Regions from separate parts of the Gossypium hirsutum genome. Here all the other regions are linked to region 4. The links are chromatin contacts, called in public Hi-C maps. All regions are on one chromosome and are shown on one strand. The core of a region is the stretch at or near the end of the contact, and the rest is flanking DNA. Distances in the headings are between cores, read along the strand shown. Region 1 holds the start of LOC107962327. Region 2 holds the start of LOC107895351. Region 3 holds the start of LOC107895347 (50S ribosomal protein L21, mitochondrial). Region 4 holds the start of LOC107901724 (probable ubiquitin-conjugating enzyme E2 24).

The links. Hi-C and Micro-C count contacts between places; a contact is called where the count stands out from the background.
Region 1: a contact with region 4 is called in a Hi-C map of leaf, with 2.0 times the contacts expected there. The contact joins the promoter of LOC107962327 here to the promoter of LOC107901724 in region 4. A contact is called at or near these places in 2 of 34 Hi-C or Micro-C datasets (both in leaf).
Region 2: a contact with region 4 is called in a Hi-C map of hypocotyl, with 3 times the contacts expected there. The contact joins the promoter of LOC107895351 here to the promoter of LOC107901724 in region 4. A contact is called at or near these places in 6 of 34 Hi-C or Micro-C datasets (hypocotyl, leaf and seedling).
Region 3: a contact with region 4 is called in a Hi-C map of leaf, with 4 times the contacts expected there. The contact joins the promoter of LOC107895347 here to the promoter of LOC107901724 in region 4. A contact is called at or near these places in 17 of 34 Hi-C or Micro-C datasets (anther, callus, fibers and 4 more).

What each region holds. Positions count from the first base shown.
Region 1 is chrA06:88,924,003-88,927,283 of Gossypium_hirsutum_v2.1, reverse strand. It overlaps LOC107962327, which reads right to left and starts at 1,937. Exons shown (of 6, transcript XM_016898666.2): 1 at 1,585-1,937; 2 at 1,003-1,056; 3 at 439-542. The coding sequence starts at 1,669.
Region 2 is chrA06:88,510,420-88,513,730 of Gossypium_hirsutum_v2.1, reverse strand. It overlaps LOC107895351, which reads right to left and starts at 1,993. Exons shown (of 1, transcript XM_016820662.2): 1 at 1,099-1,993. The coding sequence starts at 1,678. The coding sequence ends at 1,238.
Region 3 is chrA06:88,556,464-88,559,678 of Gossypium_hirsutum_v2.1, reverse strand. LOC107895347 (50S ribosomal protein L21, mitochondrial) reads right to left here and starts at 1,823. Exons shown (of 5, transcript XM_016820660.2): 1 at 1,296-1,823; 2 at 1,126-1,206; 3 at 126-227. The coding sequence starts at 1,691.
Region 4 is chrA06:88,684,585-88,687,956 of Gossypium_hirsutum_v2.1, reverse strand. LOC107901724 (probable ubiquitin-conjugating enzyme E2 24) reads right to left here and starts at 2,095. Exons shown (of 9, transcript XM_041115926.1): 1 at 1,611-2,095.

The DNA.
Region 1 (3,281 bases), core at 688-3,187, 240 kb before region 4:
CAGAGGCAGTACCTGAGGTGCTATTGGGAAAAGTTGTCATTGTAACAGATTTTCCTTTTTTTGCACAATAATTTCAAGTATATATACCACGTTTTGTTTGATTCATTGCAATTCCAAGATCATTCCAAATTTAATCAAGCAGCATCACTGGTTATCAACTCCAGAATGCCTTAAAAGGCATCTACGGGAGTATATCACCCTCGATACACATAAAGACTAAATTTGTTGTGGCTCAACCTGTCTAACACTAAAGAGCAATTGCAAACCAGTGTAAAAAAACAAAAAGAGGAAACACAAAAACCAGCACTAACAACCAAATGACCAAATAAACAGCAGTTCAACCATATTAGACCTGAAAATGTATGAATTAAATGACAAAATCTAGGGTCACTAAAAGTGAGAAAAGGGGACACGCAGAATGGCCACAAGATTCAATACCTGAGAGTAATTGACAGCTCCAGGGGAGCGATCGATGTAAGCACTCCATTGCTGATCCTTTAATACAGGATCCTTATAGCATATCTCATCACACTCTGCTAAACCTGAAAAGTACATTATCATAAAAATTAAGATATAATCAGCTGTAAATGATATGTTATTTCGCCAGTGTAAGAAAACAACTTTTTTGTTAAGGTTGGTTAAAGAACTCTTCCACTTTATGAAATCCTTCTAAAGTGAATAATCGAGAGAGAATTGAATGCTTGATGCTTTAATCAATAACAAGACAACAGTTTCAAGAACATGTGATAAGAATGTTGTCCATTCTTCATTACAAGTCGGCACATTTTTCCTATCAAAAGGAATGAAGGTCAAATCATAACTGGAACTCATGTTTCAGTCAGATCTTTGACGAAACTAATTCATTGCAAATATGAAATAAGCACCAGAAAGCCGAACAAGGAACATCAAAACACTGACTAAACCAGATTCCATCAAAAATACAACTCTATCCTCGGAAATGGTTCTTAAATCATAAGAAACAGCTCAAACAAAACTGCTTACACTCTTCCCAAGTGTCTCCATCCGCATTACACCCTTTTTTGCAGAACACTCTCCCTACAAGAATTCGTGATAGTTAGCAACGTTAATAAATCGATGACATACAAAAACATTTCTCAGATAAATCAACCATTGCTCACAATTCAAAAAAAAAAAAAAAGTGGAGATTAAAATGAAGAGTATCCCAAATTAATATTATAAGCAACTGATTGAGTAAACAAAGTAATTTGGACATCTGACAAACAAATACACAATAATAGCCTATTTATAGCTCACATTATTATAAATTTACACCCAAAACTTGCAACAGAGATAAAGCATCCATTCAAAAACAGTAAAAGAAATCCTCTCAATCACAACAAATAAACATCAAAACACCTAGACACTAACGAATTAAACGAAACCTTGAATGAAGAAACTTCAAATGTAAAAAATTTTAAAAAAAAATACACAAAAAAAAACCAAGATCTATGAAAATCCAAATTGAAAGGATCGGCAAGCTTATCCAATTCCATCCCGAATTATTAGAAAATAATAAAAAGAATGGTATTGTTTAAAAGAGGAAAAAAGGAAAGGAAGTAATACAAGGAATTTGCATGAGAGCAGCGTATTTGTGAGTGCATTGATTTCCACAAGGAGAAGCCCATTGCTGAGGAATCACGTTTTCCATTTCCTTTCCCCTCTCTCTCTCTCTCTCTCTCCGACCGGACGAATTTGCAGCTTTGGTTTTAATTTTTAAAGCTTGGGGAATCGCATCGATATAGGCTATGGCAATAAAGGGTAGTTTGGTAATTATGTGTTCTGTTGGGAACTACGACCGCCCTGCATCTTTGTTCCTTGGATTTTCTTTATTTAGGTAATACATTATAACTTTTCTTTGACGGAAATACTATCTATATTTTTTATGGTGAAACTATTTTTCATGTTCTACTTACAATTTGTGGTTCTCTCTTTCATTTACTTATTTTTAGTTTTTGGATTTATATTTATTTTATTTTATTATTTTACAATATTATCACTAAAGTTTTAGAGTTTAAATATTTGAAAGTGCATTAAAGGAGAAGTGAAACTTTGATATTATGATGCAATGAATATTAAAATCAACGACTAGTAAGGCTCCACGTCATTTGTGGCTTCTTCTCCTTTCCTAAAGGCAAAAACAGAAAGTTCTATGTTCCAAACTTTCGGTTGTATACTTCGAGGAGACACGGTTATAGCTAAATTATTAAAATAATTATTTTTGTTTATAATAGGTTTTATTTAGTTATTTATATTTCAAATGTTACGTCTTAGTCACTTACGTTAATGTGTTATAACATTTTAATTATTAAACCGTTAATTGTCGTTAACGGTGTAACGGTAAGTAGAGGTATTCAAACTTCAATTAAAATCAAATTAATCGAATAAATCAGTCTAATTTGGTCAGAGTTCGGTTAAAATTTTTTTAGAATTTCGGTTAACGATTAATTCAATTCGAAATTGGGTAATTAATCAAACTTAATAAATAATTTTATATATTATATGTATTAAGCTATTACTAATTCAGTTAATTCGATCAAATAAATATTATCAATTTATTTTTTTGATATGTTTTATATTTGTTCTAACAAAAAAAATAATAAAACATATAAATATCGATTAATTTGGTCAGTTAACCGAATTAACTGAAAAATTTTTGTTCGGTTAAATTTTTTTAAAAAAATTTCAGTTCGGTTAATGGTTAAAGGATTAAAAAGTTCGATTAATTCAGTTAACACTAGTTCAGTTTGGTTAACTGATCGGTTAACCATTTGAACACCCCTATCTTTTATTTTCCATTCTTTTCTGCTTCTCGCTCTGTTTTTCTCCATTCTCCATATCTTTTAACGTAATTTTTCTATGTTTTCTATTTGTTAAAACTTTTTTTGTTTATGAAACAAAAAAGACAAAAGCTGAAACCAAAATAAAACTTGTTTCGCATATTTTTACCCCACAATTACAAAACCTTATTGCAACAGCCCCATACTCGACCCGCTACCGAGACCAAGCATCGGAATGTTACATTTGTTGCTGAAGCAACTTTAGATAAATTCAATTCAAATACTCTTCCTAATCAAGTTAACAAAACAATTTGTAATTACTATTAAATTTATAAATTACATTTCAAGCTTTAACCGATCTTTTGTTAGCTCCATTTAAGTTTTATCGACCACTTAGGTTTTGTTTACAAACTTTTTTTTTCTGACATCAGAGGCATTGTCGTGACATTAGATGCCCACGTCGTGACATGCACCCTGTTTTTC
Region 2 (3,311 bases), core at 744-3,243, 170 kb after region 4:
AAATGAAATATGCATTATATTAAAATTAAAAAAAATTAGATTAAATTGGTCAAATCTCATTGTGTTCAATTCTCAATCAACAACATTATTAATACATATATACAATTGATGGAGGTAATAAGTATCCATAATAAAAATAAAAAGGGTTTAAGGATGTAAAAGGCTCTCAAACTTAAAAAAAAAAAAAACAATTAAGCCCTTGCTTTTTTTTTTTTACATTTAGTTGGGTACTTAAATTTTCAAAATATATCAAAAAGACCCTTTGACCGTTAAAACTAACTATCCTTAATTTTTTTCAGTTAAAGTCACCCCGTGCCACAACCACGGCGTGAAATGTGACAAAAAATTATAAAAAATAAAAATCAATAAAAGTTATAAAAATCATTAAATTTTAATAAAAATGTAAAATTATTTATAAATTATTAAAAATTAGAATTTCTTTTAAAAATCGTAAAAATTATTGTAAAATTTTATATATTTTTTCAATTAAAACCATCATGAACATAACATGAAATGTGGAGAAAAATGATAAAAATTTATAGAAAAATTATAAAATACTTCTTTTAATATGATAACTTTTATAAATTTTTTACGAATTTTATATTTCTTTACAATTTTTTTTATAATTTCTTTAATGTTTCTATAAAATTTTATAAAATTCCAAAATTTAAAACATCACCGGGCAGAACCAAAATAAAGAACCTTAATGGAAATTCACAAATACCAGATCTGTTAAAAGAAGTGTGATCTGATATCATTTAAAATGTCTGTGCTTACCATATATTTTGCTGGATGTGTGGTGAGTTGCATATTTTTTTTTTTGGGTAAAGTAAAAAATAATGGTAGAAATAATAATTGCAATTGTGATTATAGCTCTCTTTATTTTCTTACAATATATTTTGCAATGGATGGTCTAATGTGTAACCAAGAGTGAAGTACCAGAATCGCTTATCTCATCCTTAAATGAAGTATATTTCAGTATGTTAGGTACAAGGAGAACCCAATTTTAACCTAAAAACACTTTATCTAATTTCATTTCACGAGATCATTAGCATTTTAATAACAAAAAAATAGCAAGAAAGATTGAACAATCAAGTGTAAATAAATCACTTTTTCAAATTCTGATTCATACCCAATCATCTTACACTGAATTTCGAATCAAAACAACCCAAATTTATCAACTTCACAAAAATATACACCATAACTACCCAAGCAGCAAACAAAAACAAATTGAAATCTAATCATACTTTTCTCTCCAAGAGTAAACCAAAAAGAATACCCAAGAAAAAGCCAACAATATGTCACCAACCGTCTGTCGAAGCCAATCCCAAGCCAAATCCTCTACTCTTCTCTCGAACCAGAACCTCCACATCGCCACCGATACATGCAAAACCGTGCACCCTTTGGCGAAGAATGATTGGAACTCTCTGTCTTTAACAAATGAGACCATGAAAAGCAAGAACCCCACGGCGAACAATAGCAGACCCGCGAAGGAATCGGAGGTCCGGATCAAGAGCTGATCGTGTGGAGTGGATCCTAAGAGCTTGGTGGCCGTCTCGATCCCGTGGGTGAATGTGTACATTTCTTTCATGTAGAACATCATGAGTGCGCCGCTTGATAAGGCGATCACCGAGTGGAGGAGACAGATCAGCCTGAAAGCTGCTGCTGATGTTGACATTTTTCGTGGTGGGGAGGGGGGGATTGGGGTTTTTTGTTTGTGTCTGAAAGGGATGGTGATCAGTGGTTTGATTTAAAAATAGACATGATTGTAGTGGAAAGAAACCCTAACCCCAAAAGCTCATTTTGGGAACCGAATGAAATGAGAAGAAAGAGGAAGATGAATAGGAAAGGGAAGTGATTTTTGGTTAGTTCCAGTTTTATTTAATTTCAAAGGTTTATAATATTAATAATTATTATTATTAATGTTTGAAATTAATCGCTAACTTCAGCTTAGCTTACGCCAGTTTGTCGGCCGGATTACTCCGCGCTTCCATCTCCTTTTTTTTTCCCTTAAATATTTATTTTATATTATTATTTGACTAGTAAACAATTTGTAAGTTTAACTAAGTAATCTTAAAAAAAAAAAACTTCTTTAATTCCCTATACTTTTTTATTTTTTATATTTGAAATTTAGTCCTCTCATTTTTATTTTAAAGAACTTAGCCATTTTATTTTTTAAATTTAAAAATACAAATCTAATTATTAACATCCTCAAAGTTTTTCTATTAAATTATTAAAATGTTTTTTTAATTGTAAAATAAATTTGAAAGAATAATTTTAAGGTGAAGTTAACAATTGGACATAAATTTTAAAATCTATAAAATCTATAATTAAATTTAGTGAAATAAAAATTGAGGGATTAAATTTTAAATTTACAAAAAAAAGTAAAAAAACTTGTAGCATTTTTAACCATTTTATAACGAGAGTTTAGATGATAAATGGGTTTGTTGAAATATGTTTTAACTTTTTGTGGTGTTTGGGAAGTAGAATTTTTAAAATTTGGATTTTAAAAATAATGTAAATTGAGTAGTAAATTGTTTAGAAATATAGTATTCATAACAATTTCTCAATTAAATGGTTCTGTTATATGCTTATTTAGTAATGAGTTTGCAATTCTTAAAATATTTTTGAATTTGATAAATCAATGTTTTTGTATTTTTCTACTATGTATTTGAGTTAATTGCATCAGATATCCTTAAATTGTGACCTTCATTCTAAATTGATCTTAAACTTTAAAATATTCTAATTACATCCCTAAACTATTAATGTTATACCAATTAAGTCTTTTCATTATTAAAACTATTAATTTAACCATTAAATTACACGGCCAATCTTATGCAATTGAATTTAAAATGGAAAATTTTAAAGAAATAGAATGTTATTGCATAACTTTTAAAAGTAAAACTAAAAAAAGGAAGAATAAATGATAAATCTTCTGTAAAAACTTTGAAAACCCCAAAACTAATATTTTTTAAAAATATATTTTTTACCATATTTATTTTTCTTAATCTTTTTCATTTTAAATTATGTCACATAAGATCTAACATGTTATTTAATAGTTAAATTAATAATTTTAGTAACGAAAGGACTTGGTTGATATAATCTTGATAGTTTACGGATTAATTAGAATGACTTGAAATTTAGGGATAAATTTAGAATGAGGGTAATAGTTTTGGGATGTTTGGAGAAATTAACTCTATATATTATATTGAATCTCAACTAATTTGTTCATAATATATGCATTTCATTCTTACCATTTACATATTATATATTTTATTTCGAAACATAAATTTTTAAAGATTTAATTTTGT
Region 3 (3,215 bases), core at 574-3,073, 130 kb after region 4:
CTATAAAAAAGGAAGATATTTTTCTCGGGATACAAGGGTAAGTTGCTTTTTGCAATTTAGGTAATGGGATGTCACTGAAAATGCAATATGCAATTAAGAGAGAGAAAGATCAGAGTGAAGCTAACATGCTCCTCGACAACGGCATGAACAGCTGCATCTGGGAGTATAGGCCTACCGATAATTGTTTGTGTAGGTGATCCCAGTAAGAGAACCTTGTTCAATATCAACTGCAATGTACAGCCATTGAAGCATGAGGATTCAATTAAATAGGAGGGGAAAAAGAGCAACAAACATGGACAAGTGCACGTAGTATTTTCACAAAACATATGATAAAGAATCAAATCATCCAAGGCTAGCAGAACTCTCAGCAAATTTGATTGCTGAATTGAGAAGTACAGAGGAAAAGAAAACTGCCAATAGTTAATTGAAAAACACAAGCCTTTTTGTACTAAAGCTAATCAAATATTTCACAAACATGATAACTTCTCGACAAGCTCTCGTTCTGTACCATTAAGCAAAAAGTACATCTAAACCGCTCTCTTAGATTTAACATAAACATGATGATAAAGAGCATTTACAAAACTGCACCTGTCATTGATTCATTTCTCTAAATATCAGACTATTTGAGATTTCTCTCTAACCCTCTAAGATTTTTTGGATACGTCTTCTTCCAAAATTGTACCAGGCAAATATTATTAACACGACACAGGTCTTATTAAAATTGCAAGCAACTTCCTTATTTAAAAATAAACAAATAGCCTGCAACACTGACCCGTTGTTGTTTAAAAGTTGATGATTCCTTTTAATGCAAGAAACTACATAAATGAGTCAAAACTCAAAAATTCAGTAATCTTTCTTAGCAAACAAATATAACAAAGGAATTCATCCAAGAAAAAACACTGATTACCTTTGATAAAATACTTCCTTGTAAAGTTGTAATTCAATTAGATGAGACTCTTCAATGCATTATCTTATTAAACAACAATATAATATTCATTGACGTAATGTCATCATCAAGCCACTAAAATCCTCCCCAAAAAATGCATCAACAGACAATTAAAAGTTGGCATGAAAATAGAGCCGCTATAAACTTACAATAAGCAGAACAAAAAAACTGCAAATTACCTTGTCATTAACTTCGCAGAATTTCAACCTCTCCGTGAAAATTGAATCCCCGTTGCTCACCTTAAACTGATGTGATCCAATCTTTTTTTTTTTCAAAAAAAAAAACGATCATTAATAATGTTCCAAATTTTCGGTTGTTGAAAATGAAACCAAAACCAAAAATTGAATACCTGAACCACTGCGAAAACTGGCTCATAGTCTTTGAATACCCGGTCGGACCGCTGGAGCGGCCCCACCACTTTGTATCCAATAGCGGCGGCCTCAGCTTCCTTCTCCCCAGGTGAGTAGTCTCTAACCATATCCGACGCCATCTCGTCGCTCTCCTCTTCTACATCGCTGCTATCTTCCATCTCGGCTTCGTTCTCGCTGTCGTCGCTTTTTCTGGATGAGAAGTGACGAACGTAGGACCAGGGGGTAAACCACGAGGGTTCCAAATTGGAAGTCGTTATCACCGGATTTGGTTTCGGGGTTAAGGCATTGACGATGGAGAGTGGCGGAGACTTCTTCAAAGAAATGAGAGCCGTGCCGTGGAGGAGAGCTGAGTGGAGGCACCGTCGATGAGCCATTGAAAACTTGGCGCTGTTTTTTGTTTTTGAGTTCAGGCGATGGCTCGCTAGGGTTTAGCACTTCGGCTAGATGAAAATCGGGGTTTTAGATTTTCATTTCTTTTTTTTTTACCCGATAATATTTGGGTATGTAAGGAAATTAATTTTTTGAACTCAAATTAGTTTTTAAAGAGTTACCATACTGCATTCCTAAATTGATACTAGTTAATGGTAAAATTCCTAACTAGATTGTATGCCCCCACAATAATGGAGATTTAAATAATTAATTCAAAATAATATTTTAATTATAGAGAATAATTGTCAATTAAAATAGCTTTCAAAATTTTGTCAATTGAAATATTATTTTATATCTTCTATGAAAATAAATTTGGAATTACGTTAAGATAAATTAGTAAAATATGAGATAATTTGAAATTAAAATTATTATATGATAGAATTAAAATATGATACATTATTCAAAGTGTGGATAAATCATTTCTATAATATAATTTAAAAATAAAATAATAAATAAAGTAATAAAATATATTTATCTGTATACAATTAATATGTAAATCATATACATAATTCTTGAAAAAAATTAAATTATGTCAAAAATTAAATATAAAAATAAAGTCTTAAATTTAAGGGTAGTATAAGGATTAAAACTAAAATTTGACCACAGTTTTGTAATAAAAAGTAAACACATCAAAATTTAAATTGGACCATCATCTTATAATGAAAAGAGAACAGCAGAACATGGGCCCTCCAGGTATTAAATTATGTTAAAAGTTAAATATAAAAATTAAATCTCAATTTTAAGCATAATTTAGTTATCAAAATTAAAATTTAACTATTATTATATAAATTTAAAAAAATTAAAGTGATCGTAATTACAATTGAATCATTATTTTATAATGTAAAAAAGCAGGACATGTCTCCTGTTGAAATGCCTTAAAGCCGTTCTTTCATATTTAGTTTATAGATATAAATTTAAATTTTGAGCATATTCGAAAGACTAAATTTAAAATTATACCACTTTTAAAGCTTTGTTTTCTTGGCAAATGTTAAAAGAAGAAATAGTTTATCTATAAAAATAGTCATTTTTGTTTGATTCAGATTACATTTTAGTCATTTATGTTTGAAATTTTACATTTTAGTCACTTACGTTATCGTTTTGTTACGAAATATTCACTCTACCGTTAAACCCTATTACCTCCCTCACAGTAGTCCTACGTGGCAAAATCCAAAGTCATTTTAGTAATTAATTATTATACATGACTATTTTTATAATTTACCCTAAAATTTATTATTGGGTTATTTATTGAATTTTCGACTTAAACTTTTTGAATAATTTGAAACAAAAATTAATAAAAATAATGTTTTTATAATTTTATTTTAGTAATTAAAATAATTAATTATTAAAATGGTTTTATTTCATTAAAAAGCAAACTTTTTTAAATTTCTTAATTTATTAAAAATTTTAATTCTTTCTTAATAAGTTTTTATATTTGAGAGAATTTTTTGTTTCAATTTTGTTTTAAAAAC
Region 4 (3,372 bases), core at 846-3,345:
AATCATCAAGTATTTCACCTAATTACAGCAACTGAACTGTTAGTTGATTTTTTTGAACTAATACTATAACGAAGTGGAAAAAGATAAAAGAGTAAAGATATATACCAGTAACTCCACTCCTGTCTGAGAAAATAGAAGCTTCCAAGATATGCTGGTCCCACTTAATCTTAAGCTCTCAAATCATAATAGATATTGTGATAAAGATGGTAAGTCAATAGTCAATCCTGAAGGAGGATACAGCCAAGGCTTTTATTATTTTTTTTTTTTGCTAAGGCAATACAGCCAAGGATATAACTAAAATTTTCAGTTGCGATTTGCGTGGTATTTATCTTCCAGTTGATTCAACTGTTTGAAAGAGATAGTGAGTAAAATATCCTGAAGAGGATATTTTGACTCTAATGCCAAAGGAGATTTGCCCGAAAGGGACGAAGGACTCTAATGCCAAAGGAGATTTGCCGAAATGGACAAAGTTTATACTGGAAGAAACTTCTAAAGAAGATTCCTCACAGAGGTAATAGGAGTTAAACTTGGCAGGTGCCTTATTTGAAGCCGAGAGTTGATTTACTAGTATGAAAGAAGATCCCTCCAGAAAGAGCTGCAAATGATGATAATAAACACTGTTCTAGTAAATTCACCTGACTGACGTGAACTGTAGAAATTTTTGCCAAAGAAGATTTGCCACCGAAGCTTAAACTTCACGAATCTGAAAGACTTGTTTGTTTCTAACAAAATCTATGATGCTATGCACCAGATTATAAAGTTGAAGTTTCTGTTTCTTTTTTCCCTACAACACAACAGGATCTGTCTCATAAAGAGTTGGACTAAAGTGGATGAACAGATCAGAATCGTTCAGCCAAGACAACCGTCTGTGGAAAGTTGCCTATCAAGAAATTTATCTGAAAGATGGCTTTTCCTTGTCGAAACTCACAACTCCTCTAAGCCATTTAAGATTTCCATGAAACCTTCACGATAACAACAATAACCAGTCCTAAGATTCTTTGCTATAAAGGAATTATAAAAGAAGCATCATTCAGTTCCAATAATCACATATTTATCTTTTCATGAGAAAACAAAGGTTCTTGTCTTAATACAAGACACACAAGAGATTAATAACAACATATAGAGGTGGACTGAAGAGACAAATAAACCTTATTACAGTTTACATAAAAAGGAATAGCAATTATACCTACGTATAATATTCATCACTGAGATGGACTAATTCATTAAAAGAAATATAATTTCGGAATGATTACGGCCTAATTAAAATCTTCGAAAAAACTTTAGAAAGTATTCAACATACTCTATCCTTCAATTCCATTACTCAATAAAAATCCCATTTATTTTCCAAGTTCGCTACTTTAACAAAGTTTTCTTTGCATACAAATTTAAAAATCCAAAATTCAAATAAAAACATATGTATTTTAGTTTACTTACATGTCAAATAAAATATAAACCTAAACAAGAAGCTCGAATTCCAAAAAGAAAATTCCAGTTCTAAGAGATATACAAGCTTTCTATAAAAGACAAAAATCCAAGAAACAAACAGATTGAAAGAGTTACCATTACGAAGGAAAGAAAATTAAATAATAATAAAAATTAGAAAAACTTACCGTTTACCGCTTCTAAATACGAGTAGAGCCATGAACCCGAATGAAAGAAACGCGACAAATCATACACCGATACAGCCAGTCAACTCAAACTCAGAAAACGACTTCTAATTTTCTTTTTCTCTCTCGCCTGTCTTTCCTCGCCGTCTCTTTCTCTTTCTAACAGGTCCAAACAATATAAACAGAATTTTAAAATTTTAGAAAAAAAAAAGAGACTAAGAAATTCAGAGAGGTTCGTCTTCTCTCTGAATACCAACAATCAGGACGCCATTAAGGAAGCTGGACAACATATTGGAATACAGTAACAAACAGTAACAGTCCCTTCTCTTTCCCTCTCTAAAACGCGTTCAGGGTTTTCGCTGGAAAGAGCTATGGAAGGTTGAAGGAAAAAGTTTTAATGGTGCTTTGCTTTGCCCATTCATTCCACATTCGAAGGAGAAAACATTTTGGTTTATTATTTATGGAAATTAATACAGAAAAAAGAAAAGAAAAGAGAATATACAGTGGAATCTGGATTATGCTGTACTTTCGCATAACCAAATCTTAGTTATAATATAAAATGACAATGCTGCCCCTTATGTTTCTCATTTCACAATCAACCCCTTATAACCCATTAATTATTTACTAGAGCTTACCTGGTGGCAGCTGGCAAGTGGCAACACGAAAAACCTGCCAGTCTCTCCCCCATTTTCTTATATTGAAGGTAGAGGTGATCATGGGTCGGGCTGGGTCGGATCGGGTTCGGGTCAGGTCTAGATAAAATTTTAAGTCGGTTTATAAGGTCCGGGTCTGGCTCGGTCTGAAATTTGAGCCTAAAAATTTATTTAAGCTCGGCCTGAAATAAAATTGTTAAGCTCGAGCCAGGCTCGGCCCGACCCATATTAAATTTTTTTTCTTATTTCATTAAATAAAAAAATTTAAAAATATAATAAATCTAATATATTTAAAAACACAAAAATAAATATTAAAACAAATAAAAATGATATTAAAACAATTATTAAAACAATACACAAATTGACAATATAATAAAAAATAGTTATATTAAAATTTTAAAATGATTAAAATAAAATAAAAAAATATATTAATATATAATTCGGGCCGAGCCGGGCCGAGCCCGGGCAAAAAAACTCTTACTAGAGGCTCGGCCTGTTTTCTAAACGGGCCTCTTTTTTTTGCCGAAGCCCATTTTTCAAGTCTATATTTTTACTCAAACCCTCCCATTTTTCGAGCAGGCCTTCGGGCCGGGCCACCCGGCCCATAATCAGCTCTAATTGGAAGTAACCTTAAATTATCGTTTATTATTTTAGTTATTTTAAAATAATTGTTGTTAACTTAGTCACTAATGTTTAAAAACTTGATTAAAATAATTATAAAAAAGAAAAAAAAAATCTTTTTATTTCCTTTAAAAATTTTCAAGTTAATCTTTTAAATCCCTATCAACAACTCATATTAAAATATGTTAAATCTTGCTTTTGATATACTTTCGTCACCATCTTCTCCCACTATCACCTCAATTTCGTCCTCCTATCTAGACACTGATGTAAATTTCTTAATTACTATGTTTTCCTATTTATTTATTTCCCAACTAAATAATTTAGTTGTACCATTTTTTTCAAAATGCACCATGATTTATAAAAAGGTGATAACTCTTCACCGAAAAACTATATATATTAAGGTTTTTTTTTTAATACAAAGCCTTTAACCCAAACATTGAAACCCCACAATAGTTGTATTCCAATTAAATCAAATAAAAAAATTAAAAAAT